Linked DNA regions of Gossypium arboreum: region 2 is linked to region 1. A link is a contact called in public Hi-C data. All regions are on one chromosome and are shown on one strand. Each heading gives the region's core, a stretch centred on a gene start, on an enhancer-like site or on the middle of the called end of the contact. The rest is flanking DNA. Distances are from core to core; before and after follow the strand shown.

Region 1 (5,878 bases), core at 2,594-5,093:
GAGAAATTTATTTTAATATTTTTGCATGAATATTTATATGATAAGAAAATCGTATTAAAATATCAATAGAAAAATTTTACCGATTTAATGGTTAGTTAGAAAAAAAGGAATTATTGAAAGAATTGGGTAAAAACAAAGTATCGAGACCTTGATCTCATAAAACCGAGTTGAAAATATTTTTATAAATATTTATGAAATGTTAGTGATGTGGTATTAAAATTTCGTTAGAAAATTTTAATGTTTGGGTAGTCAATTAAATGAAAAGGACTAAATTGAAAAAGGTGTAAAAGCTACTAGAATGATTAAATAGCTTAAGTGTCTAATGAGAAAGGATTTAAAAGGAAATTAGACCCAAAATTTATTTGGGCTGGATGGCAAGGGTATGAAATTAGCAGGAAAATTGATGATTTAAGGGCAAAATTGGAATATTGCATAATTAACTAAATAAAGATAGGACTAAATAGGAAATATCTAGATTTCTCTTCATTTCTCTTCATTCTCATCAGCCAATAAGTCCATAGGAGGGGTTCTTTAAGCTGGTATTTCATAATTTTTGCGCCAAGTGAGTTAATCCTTGCCTATTTCTTGTAATTTATGTGTTTCTAAGACTTTTACGACTAGGTCCTACTATTAAATTCATTAGTTTTTGATTTCATGGATGAAATTGAAAGTCACCATGGTTGAGCTCTGTAAGTTTATGATGAAATAGAATGAAATTGAAGCTTTAATTTGTTTATGAGATGATTTTATTAGGTAATTGTAATAGAAATTGATTTTTAGGACCTAATTGTGAAAATGTTTGGAATTAAAGTCTAGTGCTGAAATTATGATTTCCAAAGGTTGTAAACTAGTTTAAGGTGATAGAATAAAGTGTTAATTGAGAAAAATCAGCTCAATTGAGAGGCTAATTGAGTAGGGACGAAATTATCATTTATTAAAAGCCTAGGGGAAAAATGGTAATAAACAGCTTGCACTAAAACAGTTTTGGACAGCAGCAGTAGGAAAACTTTGAAAAATCACCATAAATTGTAGAAATAGAATTAAAAGATGAACAAAAAATGGAATTAAATATTATTGAGTCTAGTTTCTCATAAAAGAAACGGTGTAAGCAATGGAATTGTAAATTATGAGATATAATAAATTTTGTGACACAAGGTCAGAATGAATTCGGGTTCCCCTATTCTGACTTTGAAAAATCATAAAAAATTGAAGAAAAATAGTTAGGGGCTTAAATTTATATTTCTATAATCCAGAATGAGTATATTTTTAAGATAAACAAACAAGAACATCATTCGAATTCCGTATGAAGAGATAATTAATTTTTAATGAAGAAGGGTCAAAACTGTCAGACAACAGAACAGGGGTGACTTTAAAGAATAAAATGTACTTATTAGCTAAACCAAAATTCTAAAAATTTTATGGTAAGAAGATATGTGAGTCTAGTTGCAGGAAAAATTAGCGGATCCTAATTTGGAGTTTTGTAGCTCAAGATAAAAATAATTTAGTGACTATGACTCAAGTAGACAGCTTTGAATGAACTATAAATAATAGTGGAATTATAGAGAATGTTGCATATGAACATGAAATGTATTAAATTGATAATTAAATTTATTTATTTAGATCCAGAAGATTCAAATACGAAGCTAGATCGAGGAAAAGAAAAAGTTTGGGATCAGTAGATTTGTGTATATGAACAAGTATCGAGGTAAGTTCATGTAACTTGAATTATATTCTTAAATACTTGAAATGTATGTTATTGATGAATATAATTTGAATGTTCATTGTATGAAAATTGATGAAACATTGATATATTTGATAAAAAGGGGAAGAAATCCCGGTTGAATGAAAGGAAAATTCGATGGATCTCTAAAAAGGAATTGACGGTAAAAAGGATCTAGCGGACGGGTGATCCTATCTGATATAGCCCTCCAGAAGAATATGTGTAAAATGGATTTAGCCGGACGGTAATCCAATTAGGTCTCAATTTAGCCTAGACTGGTAATTCAGATCCAAGCTCATTAGAGTAATTGTCGTTGTAGGGGATTTAGCCTGGACTAGTAATTCCGACAATACTCTATGAGTTTATATTATAAGAGATTTAGCCTGGATTGGTAATCCCACTGTAAGGATGAGGTTTGCGGAAGTGTGCTCTCTGAAATGGAAATGTGCTCACATGTATATGAATTGACGGACCCGGAAATGTACACTAAAAGTGTACCTCTGAAAATCCATCGAAAATTCCAAGAACTTCAACGGGATAAATATGGAAAAATAATAAGGGAATGGAAATCATGGTATTGATGAGCTCATCAATCATGGTATATATATTATTGACACATGGAAATCATTGTACTAACTTGAATGTTGAGTTTGTGCATGTTAGGGTAATAATGCATTGAATGGATATATGAATGTTTATTTCACTGTATTGAAAATATTAGATAAGTATAATTCTTGTTACATGAGCTTATTAAGCACAAAGTGCTTACCCTATTTCCTTTTTCCCTGTTTTGTAGTGTTAAGAGCTCGGAGGTCGGACTTGGTCGGAGATACATCACACTATCAACTTCAAGATTTTGGTATATCAAGAAACTTGATTTTGGAAATCAATGGCATGTATAAGCTAATAAAGTAAATGTTAATGTGATATGAATGTAAGGTCAGCTATTGGTATGGCTAACAAATCTTGGTTTTGGTATGTGATGAGGTTATCTTATAAAAATGCATGAATCTATCTTGAAAATATGTTGAATTGGATTGGTTGATGTGGATTAGTCTCGGTTTAATATTGCAGGGAAGGTTAAATATCTATAAAGGGGCTATATTGAGTAAAAAAATTAATTCGTAAACTCCGCCAATGCCTCATACCCTATTTCAGCAATGAATACTGGTAGGAGGTATTACATCTAGGATACCCCAGTTGTGCCAAGTTGTTCAATAGTAGTAGCATTGTTGAGTTTCCTGATCCTTTGGCTTAGGATTAGTCAGTTCTATTTCTTGCTGAGGGTGGGAAAGGGACATAACTCAGCGGTAGAGTGTCACCTTGACGTGTTGGAAGTATCAGTTCAAGCCTGAATATGCTTAAACACAATGTGAGTTTTTCTATTTTGCCTTGCCCCTCGCCGTGATCGAATAAGAATTGATTGAATAGCTCAAACTTTGCAAAAGTTTTATTACCATTAAAAATATTAGTGGGCCAAGCCAGACCAGGTTATGCCAATGCCTAATTTCAAAAACTTTTCCAACTTCAAGCTCGCTTTACTTGAATCACTCATTTCATTGTTTAAAAACAATAAAAAAATTATATTTAAATTTAATTATTAAAAATAATATCAATATAACTTGTTTACATTTTTATTATTTTAAATGGTAAAACAAGTTGAGTTGGGCTAGCCTAAGGTTAAAAAATATAAATCTAACCCTAACCCTATTTTGGGCTAGGTGGGTTCTACTACTAGTGAACATTTCTAATTATCATTTAAAGAGTAAATAATATATATTTTTCTAAATTTTGAAAATTTTATATTCTTCATGATATAAAATTTTAAAATGAATTTTAAAAGATTTTAATTTTTTAAACTTTAAATTTTTTATAATATTTATATACTTTTAAAAAATAAGGACTAAATTAGTAAAAATTATAAAACCAAATTAATAAAAATTATAAACTTTGAAGACTACAAAATTATTTTGCCATTTTTAATTGCTACGTTAATAATTTAACCGCAAAATTAGATGAAGAAATAAAGTTTTTAAATTAAAAAATAAAAATTTAATATCTCAAAACTAAAATGTAGAGACGTCCTTTTAAATTTCAAAAGAGTATAGGCACCTCTCACATATTTAAACCAAATACAAATATAGGGTACTGCATTCATTACACGGGAAGTTCTTTTTTTCAATTATTTGAAGTCTTTTCCCTTCTTCTATCATCATCTTCATCCTACCATCGTCCGTCTCCCTCTCGTCTCGGCAAATCAATTTTTTTTTTGTTCCTTTTCTTCTCTTCTCATCTCAGTTCTTCCACACCGCCGTGTCCGCTGTTTTTTTCCGGATCTGACCCGTATCCCGTGTTGGAATCCCTGTCGGATCGTGTTGGGTACTGCATCCCAAATTGCTGAGTTCGGGAAACGAAGGATATATCATTCATCTCAACCTTATTGTATAGATTAACTATGAGTAAGTTTGCTAGTAGTCTTGCCGCTTCACTTTCAAAATCTTGTTCATGTACAAGTATCAATTTAGGGTTTGGGGGTGAAATTTTTAGATGACCTGATTCTTTTGGTTTTCTTCTACTTAGCTATGTTTTCTGTGACTTTGGATAGCAATTTTTCTTTAAAGTAGTGTTTTTTGTGCTCTTATTCAGCTTTCATAGTAATAATTGCTCCTCCGTGTACGGTCTGTTCTGATGGTTTTGTTCTTGAGAGTACTTTCACCGCTCTGTTTTCTCTGATATCTTACCATGACCCATGATTCTATTCAATTCTCTCTTTGTCTAAAAAAAGAGAAAAAAAAAAGTAATGACATATTAGTTCTGTTGCCCAAATTTGCTTGGCACTTTTACATTTTAAATTATCTGAAATACCTTACCGTTTTCTTCTTCCTATGGATACCATTACAGCATGCAGTTGAATGTTTCTTTAAGGTATTTCTGCCTCCAATTCGCCTTCTGTTTGTTGATTGAATTTTTTTAAGTTATTAGGTTTGGACGTTGGTGCTAGAGAGAAGCAAGGAAATCCTAAAGTTGATGATGGATTCAAGGTTCCAAAAGAAAAAATAACCTGCATTGCGGCATCTGTTGATGTGGATGAGGGGTTTGAATCTTCTGGAGTTGAAGAAACTAGGAGTACTGTTACAAATGGCAGCCGAAGCCACACTAACAGACGCTATCGTGATAAGACAGCTAGTGAAACAACTAATTCTGGTAAGCTTTTTATTTTTATTTTGTCTTTAATAAGCTTAGTAATGGTTTTTAATTAAGAAACCGTTTTTTCTTTTTTAAATGTAAAACTTTTATAGTAAGCAGCAACATAACTAAATCATCATATGCTGATAATGAGAAGATTTATTGTTCCTATTCCCTTGGCTCCAATTTTTTTGGTTCAAAACTTGATGTTTAAGTGCATGCTTGAGTATTTGGCAATCAATCCTGTGAAATAGTTTCTAGTTAAGGTGGCATAGAAGCATATAGGCCAGGCGTAATCTGTTCTTACAATTAATGATTGTTTTTTGGTCTCTCCTCTCCACAAACTGTCTAATGTATTTGGCAGAATGAGATGATGTTATTTATGCCTATACATGCATTTCTCTCTGTGGATGGGTAACCTATATATTTGATTTGAGGCATAGTATGATGACAGCATAACTTATTGCGGAAGTTATACAGCCAAGTCGTTTGCATGCTGATGACCAGTTTTGACATTTAAGATTTAAGAATTGAGATGGATTTTCAACTCATGCTTTCTTAACCTTGTGTTTAGTGTTCGTCATTTGCCTTTAGTGTGGAAGAAAAGGTTGGGGTCTGGCGGAATTTTTTTGTTTTTTTATTTTTAGTGGGGGCAGGGGTCAAACATGGTGATTCTGATAGTATATACCTTTTTCACTAGTAATCCCTTGTTTTAACAAGCCCTGATGCCCCTTGTGTCTGGAGGACATTTTTTTCCTTTTCTTTTTTATGCTCTTGCTGTGTTTATGTTTTCCTTCTGTTATTCAATTAAATTTCTTTTGTTGCTATATTGCAGAAAGTGGAGTTACGCTAGACAGTGGAGGAAGTGATGATACATTTGGTACTCCTCACTCAAGAGAACATAGGAGTTCGGATGTAAGTGTATAACTTGCTGTCAATATCATTCTGGTATTCTTTTTGTTTTAAATATAG
Region 2 (5,797 bases), core at 866-3,365, 370 kb after region 1:
ACTACTTTTATTTTTGTTAATTCAGTTGTTTAAACACAACGTTTAGAATCTAGTATTAAGTGAAACAATTAGTTTCATTTTAAAGGTCAAAACGGTGCGTTGAAACTAGGTTATGGGGTGTTTGCCGTTTAATTAAAACTGTGCGTTTTGAGTCTCAACTGTCATTGTAACAGCCATAATTGATTTTCAATTTCCCTATAACGTCTTCCTTGGCTTTTTAGCATAGAGAACAGCCAGGAAGAACTTAGTCAATTTGTTAGTAAATGAAATTCTGGTCTCTCTTCTTCTCTTCTATTCTTTGTTTCTCTCTTCTCAACTCATCCCTTTAGATTTATGGGAATCAATCATATCAAATTCTACTTATGAACCCATTGTTTCCCTTTTGATTCAACGATTCTAGGGCATTCATAATGGCTCTTTTAGATTCACAATCCGAGTGCTCTTATTGCTTCATTAATGACTTATTATTATTTTTCACCATCGAGTTATTATTAAAAATGTTCCCTAATGTTACCATCAAGACCCATATGCAAGTCCTCGACTCTTACCCCATCAAAAGCTGTAATATTTTTTTCGATTCATAAGCAAGATGCTTTAAAGAAGAGAAAAAACTATTCAAGAAAAAAGTTCCATCGATTGAAACTCCCATCGCTTGAATAGAACAGGAAGTAGAAAGCCCAAAAAAAATCAGGGGAGGAAGAAACTGCTGGAACCACTATCGGAGAAGGTGACCGGAAGAGTGGCGGCGACAAATTGACGTAACAAACTCTAGAAGGATGAAGAGAGATTTGGGGGGTTATCCCTTGAGGAGAGAATTTTTTTAATTTTTTTTGTGAAAAAAGAATTTGGGTTTTTTAAGTTGAGGTCCTTAGCATATTTTGAAATTAATTTTTTTTGACAAAAATGACACGTAGCACCTTACAATTGTGTAACATGTCTTGACAAGTCAAAATTTAACATCGTTAGATGGAGGTGCCAGATTAATAAATAGAAATTAATGTAAAAATATCACATTAAAATATTTTGAAAGTAAAGATATCACGTTTATAAATTTGATAAAGTATAGGGGTGAATTTTGCTATTAACACTTAAAGAAAGCATGCAAGTAAGTAATTAGGCTTCCTTCTAATGAAAATGTTTGAGACTAGTATAGTTTTAGTTAATTCGTGATATTAATGGTGCATTTAGTAAATTATCTAAATTTAATAAGTTATTTTTATACAATAATAATACTTTAATTTTAATTTTAGAATATGTGTTTTATTTTTAAAATATATTTATATGTTATTTTATTAATCTTATTTAAACAATTTGAAATTTTTATTGACGAGAGATGAGTTTTTATACATTTTGACTTACACAATTATAAGTTTTGATTTAATCTGCTCTTTTTGACACAATATTTTATACTACTCATAACGCATTTTAATCTATAAATAGAGAGATAATGCGCTTCAGCGCACTCAAACCTACATCTTCTTGTATTGACAATAATATCAGTGCCAATTGAGATAAAACTCAATCGACCCATAAACCTCTTTCAACCTATAAATAGTAGGATAATACGCTTCAGCTCACTCAAAATCACGTGCTCGTGTATTGAGAGCAATGTTCATACCAATTTCAAAATTCAATTGACTATTGTTCAATAGCTTTTTGGACTAATATATTACACACAATTATTTAGTTTTAAGTTTTGTTACTGGCTTAAAGAATATTATTGGTAAATTTTTTATAATAATTAATATTAATTTTAAAGTTTAAAATTATGCGGGTATTATTTAAAAAGAAAAATTATGATATAATTACATTAAACATTTCTAAACAATTATTTTTTAATTATGAAAGATGCAATTACTTAAATTTATTTTATGGAGTTCAAACAATCACTGATGTCAATATATATATATTTATACTTGAATTATTGGTATTTTCACTGTTTTGAGAATAGGATCGAACGTTGGTTTAGAATAAGAGATTAAATAGATTGATTTTGTGAATCAATTACATTGATAATTATATTAAATTTTTTTATTTTTATAATTTTTAAATGATTTATTTAATTAAATCGGATGGGTAAAAAAAAAAACTGATGGTTTACTCAATTTCACCATCAGCTGGGTTCTAAAGATCTTACGGATATTACCCCTAGACTGATCCATTTTGTAGTTATTATCCTTCCCTTTCTCCACGGCCTCCCCCGACTACTGAACTGAAACAAAAACAAGTCTGAGGCTCACAGAAGTAACAATGTCAGCTTTGAGGTTTAGCTCACGCTTTAACCCAATGTTATCAAACACAATCCTTGTTCAAACCAAATCATTATTATTCAGTTTCTCTTCCTTCTCCTCATCAGTCAGAAAACCCTGTAAGACTCTTTGTTGCTCTACCAATTCCCTTCTTCATACCAATGGAGGCACCTCAAACAGCTCTCCACTTTCTGGTATTTACTATTACTATTGTTGATATTCGCTGCTTTTTGGATGTGAAATTTAAATAAAAGGACTTATCTTTCGTGATACAATTTCAGGGTTAGAGGATGAGTTGGTTGGTTATATTTTTGGGAAGAAGAAAGCAACAGAAGTGGCTCATTTGTAGGTACTTAACTTCCCTTTTTTGTTTTCTTTCTCTATCTCTCTGATTTCTTTTAATTTTTTAATGTAATGTTTAAAACTGTACTCTATCTGCTAGTATATAGTCCGTGGTTAATCGGGACTGTTGGACCTTTTAGGTTTCCTAGAACATTATTGTAAATTCGATGTCTCTGTTATAAATGTTGGTGGTTTACATGCTGGGAAACTGTGTAAACTGAAGCAGCTTCTTGTTCTTGATGTTATATTGAACGTTGTTTAATAAGATATGATAGTAATAAAGGTATGGCCAGAATTTAGTGATACTATATCAAGAAGTGCGAATGGGAATTCAGTGCTCGTGGGGTATAAATGTTGAAATTGATAAAAAAAGAAATTTATATGGTGTCAATAGGAATTTGATGTTCTTCCTGAAATCTATCTTTTTGTTCTTCAGCATCCTTTCTTCCAATTTTTCCCCTTCAAGTTTGCACTGATTTTGAACTGCATGATCTAATTTTGCTTGGACCTGAGAAGCCTGTTTCTGATACAAGCCCTCTTGTGCTATTTCCTTAACAATTAAGTTTTGGTCTTTGTTGTTTATACCAAGGATGCTAATTTTTTTTATATATCATGAAATCTTGCATGGTAAATTTCCATATACTTCTCAGCAATGGTGCTCAACTTCGTATACATATTTCTTTTAAATAATGTTATTTCCATTACTGGCCAGGGTTTGGAGGCATGTCCTGCATAAAGGGGATATTGTCATAGATGCCACATGTGGGAATGGTTATGATACCGTAGCAATGCTTAAAATGGTTGCTGATGAATCTGGTCATGGTCGTGTTTATGGAATTGACATTCAAACAGAGGCTTTAGAGAATACTTCTTCCTTACTGGATGAAACTGTCACTCAGAAAGAGGTTCTTCTTGTTTTCTTTTCAACATTGTCTTCTTTATCATAAAAGGTTCAAAGAGATAGTAAATTTTAATTACTGCAAGGATAACCTACCCAGAGTTTACACTACGTTTGAAATTTTAACCTTAAGATTCAGAATGCCTAGTTGTTGGTGTAAAAGTTAAACTTATAGTTCTATGTTTTTGAACCAGCATGCTGCTTAACTCAATAATAATAGCCATTACAGACTATTATTCAGCAATTCAAGGTCATTTGACTTGTCTTGTCATTTGAGATTTACTGTGTAGTTACCTTTATTGGTCTTCTTGATAGAACATATGTTTGATTATTATGCTTGTAAAGTTACCTGTGTTACATGTAATTTCTAATAAATTTCTAACTCATGCAGAAAGAACTAGTCAAGCTCTTCCCCATTTGCCATAGTAGAATGGATGAAGTGCTTCCTGAAAATACTGCCGTTAGGTACACATTAGTGCTCAAGTTTCTCTCTCTCTCTCTCTCACAGGCACACACACACACACATATCTAATTATATGAAAAATGTGGATTTATTGGATATTGATGCTGCTGAATATTGTACTGCATTTTCTTTTTGCATATAGATAAATTTCCTCGAATTTTCAAAATGGAGAAAAAATAGACAAACAGACCTTGCTCCTTTAGTTTTGTTTTTGAAGCAATTTTGGTACTTTCGTCCTCTCCATCCCTCGGCCTTGGCTTCTGATCCAAGAAGGATAATTCACTTTGTTTCTCATGATAATATGTATTGTTTTCATTGGGAAGTTTATTCTGCTATTTCCCTCAGAAGTAATAAATAAATAAATAGCCAAACCAACCAATACAAGTAATAAGCGTATTAGTAATTTTGTCAAATCATGGTACCATTTTAGTATTTGTTTTTGTCTCATCTCAAAGCTATCAAAAATTCTACATCCATTGAGCACCCCTGCGCCTTTATGTCTTGAAAACTTTAGGTGTATATGAACAACAATGTGCAACAAAGTTACTTGCTCAATATCTCTAAAAAGGAACTCTCCAAAAGTATTTGTTTCTTGTGATATTTTGTCAGTTTCCTTTTCTTCTTTCTTGACCACTAGTTACAACTTACAATATGGGTATAATTACTATTAGCATCCTTTAAATCTAGAAGTGATGTTCTGCTCCTACAGAACTAACTTTATAAAATATTAATAGATGTCTATTGTTACCTTATTGTTTGTTTGGCTTCACTGCTTGTTGATGCCTTAATAAGGCAAAATAAGAAGTTTCCATTTTAGTGTATAGTTGGAAATGCTTGCAAGGTCAAATTATGATGCTTCTATATCGTAAACTCTGAACTATTAACTTTTCATGGTTAAAGGGATAGATACAGGACAAATATAACTAATCATCTAATACATAACCTTGTTATCTTGTACTCCACGTGTAGAGAATTGTAATATCCATGTATTTCTATTATTTGGTGACTGTAATTCCATTCTTTTCCATGTTGCTTTATTATAATTTTTTTTTTCTAAAGTTTCAAATTTTAACTCAAAATGAAAAAGGTGTAGAACCTATTTTGTTTGAAAAAAAAGAGTTTCATCAGTAAATGTGGCAAAATCTGCACCGCCAAATTATAATTCATCAGAACACTTATTAACAGCATTGTGTATTCATAACCACATTGATGTTTCAGGGGCACTGGAGGATTATTTGCCTAACATTAGTCTTAATTATTGATTTGCTATTAATAAACAATGATTTGAATAAATTATACTCTTTTTATGTCTCTTGTATGTGCCAATTCCAGACTATACAGGAATAATACCCTTTGAACTTCATTGAAACTGAAGATAAGTCGTCGATCTTTTATTGCTTGGGATTAAGAATATGAACTTCAATTTTATTATAATTAGAACCTTGATGCCATAAACTATTCAATCTTTTGTTAAATTGGATGATTTATGACAAATATTTGAAAGAATATTATTCTAAGAATTTGAGCAATTGGACTTTATGAATGTAGTTCTAAGATATAATAATTGCAATGAAATCTTAATTTCACGCAGTAAAAGATTGAGTGCATATTGTTATTTTTGACTAAAATTTAGAGTTTGTTTGAGCATTATTCCTTCTGTTTATGAGAATATACAAAATGTACTTAAGTGATCATTATAGTTGCCAGACCATGATTGAAAGTGCTTGAATGTCTTAGAAAATGGGAAGTTATATATCATTCACTTGGTTTGAGTGAAACCACGGAACAAACAAGTGATTCAATTCTACATGGCTCTCATTTGGGTTTTATGTTCATTATTATTAG

Evidence for each region. A called contact is a pair of places that touch in the nucleus more often than the background predicts.
Region 2: a contact with region 1 is called in a Hi-C map of leaf, with 2.9 times the contacts expected there. The contact joins the promoter of LOC108461793 here to the promoter of LOC108463928 in region 1. A contact is called at or near these places in 2 of 5 Hi-C or Micro-C datasets (both in leaf).

Annotation. Positions count from the first base shown.
Region 1 is chr13:104,825,235-104,831,112 of ASM2569848v2, forward strand. LOC108463928 (pre-mRNA-splicing factor ATP-dependent RNA helicase DEAH7) reads left to right here and starts at 3,844. Exons shown (of 15, transcript XM_053023759.1): 1 at 3,844-4,179; 2 at 4,696-4,924; 3 at 5,742-5,821.
Region 2 is chr13:105,198,264-105,204,060 of ASM2569848v2, forward strand. It overlaps LOC108461793, which reads left to right and starts at 2,116. Exons shown (of 6, transcript XM_017761725.2): 1 at 2,116-2,443; 2 at 2,531-2,594; 3 at 3,304-3,496; 4 at 3,881-3,954. The coding sequence starts at 2,251.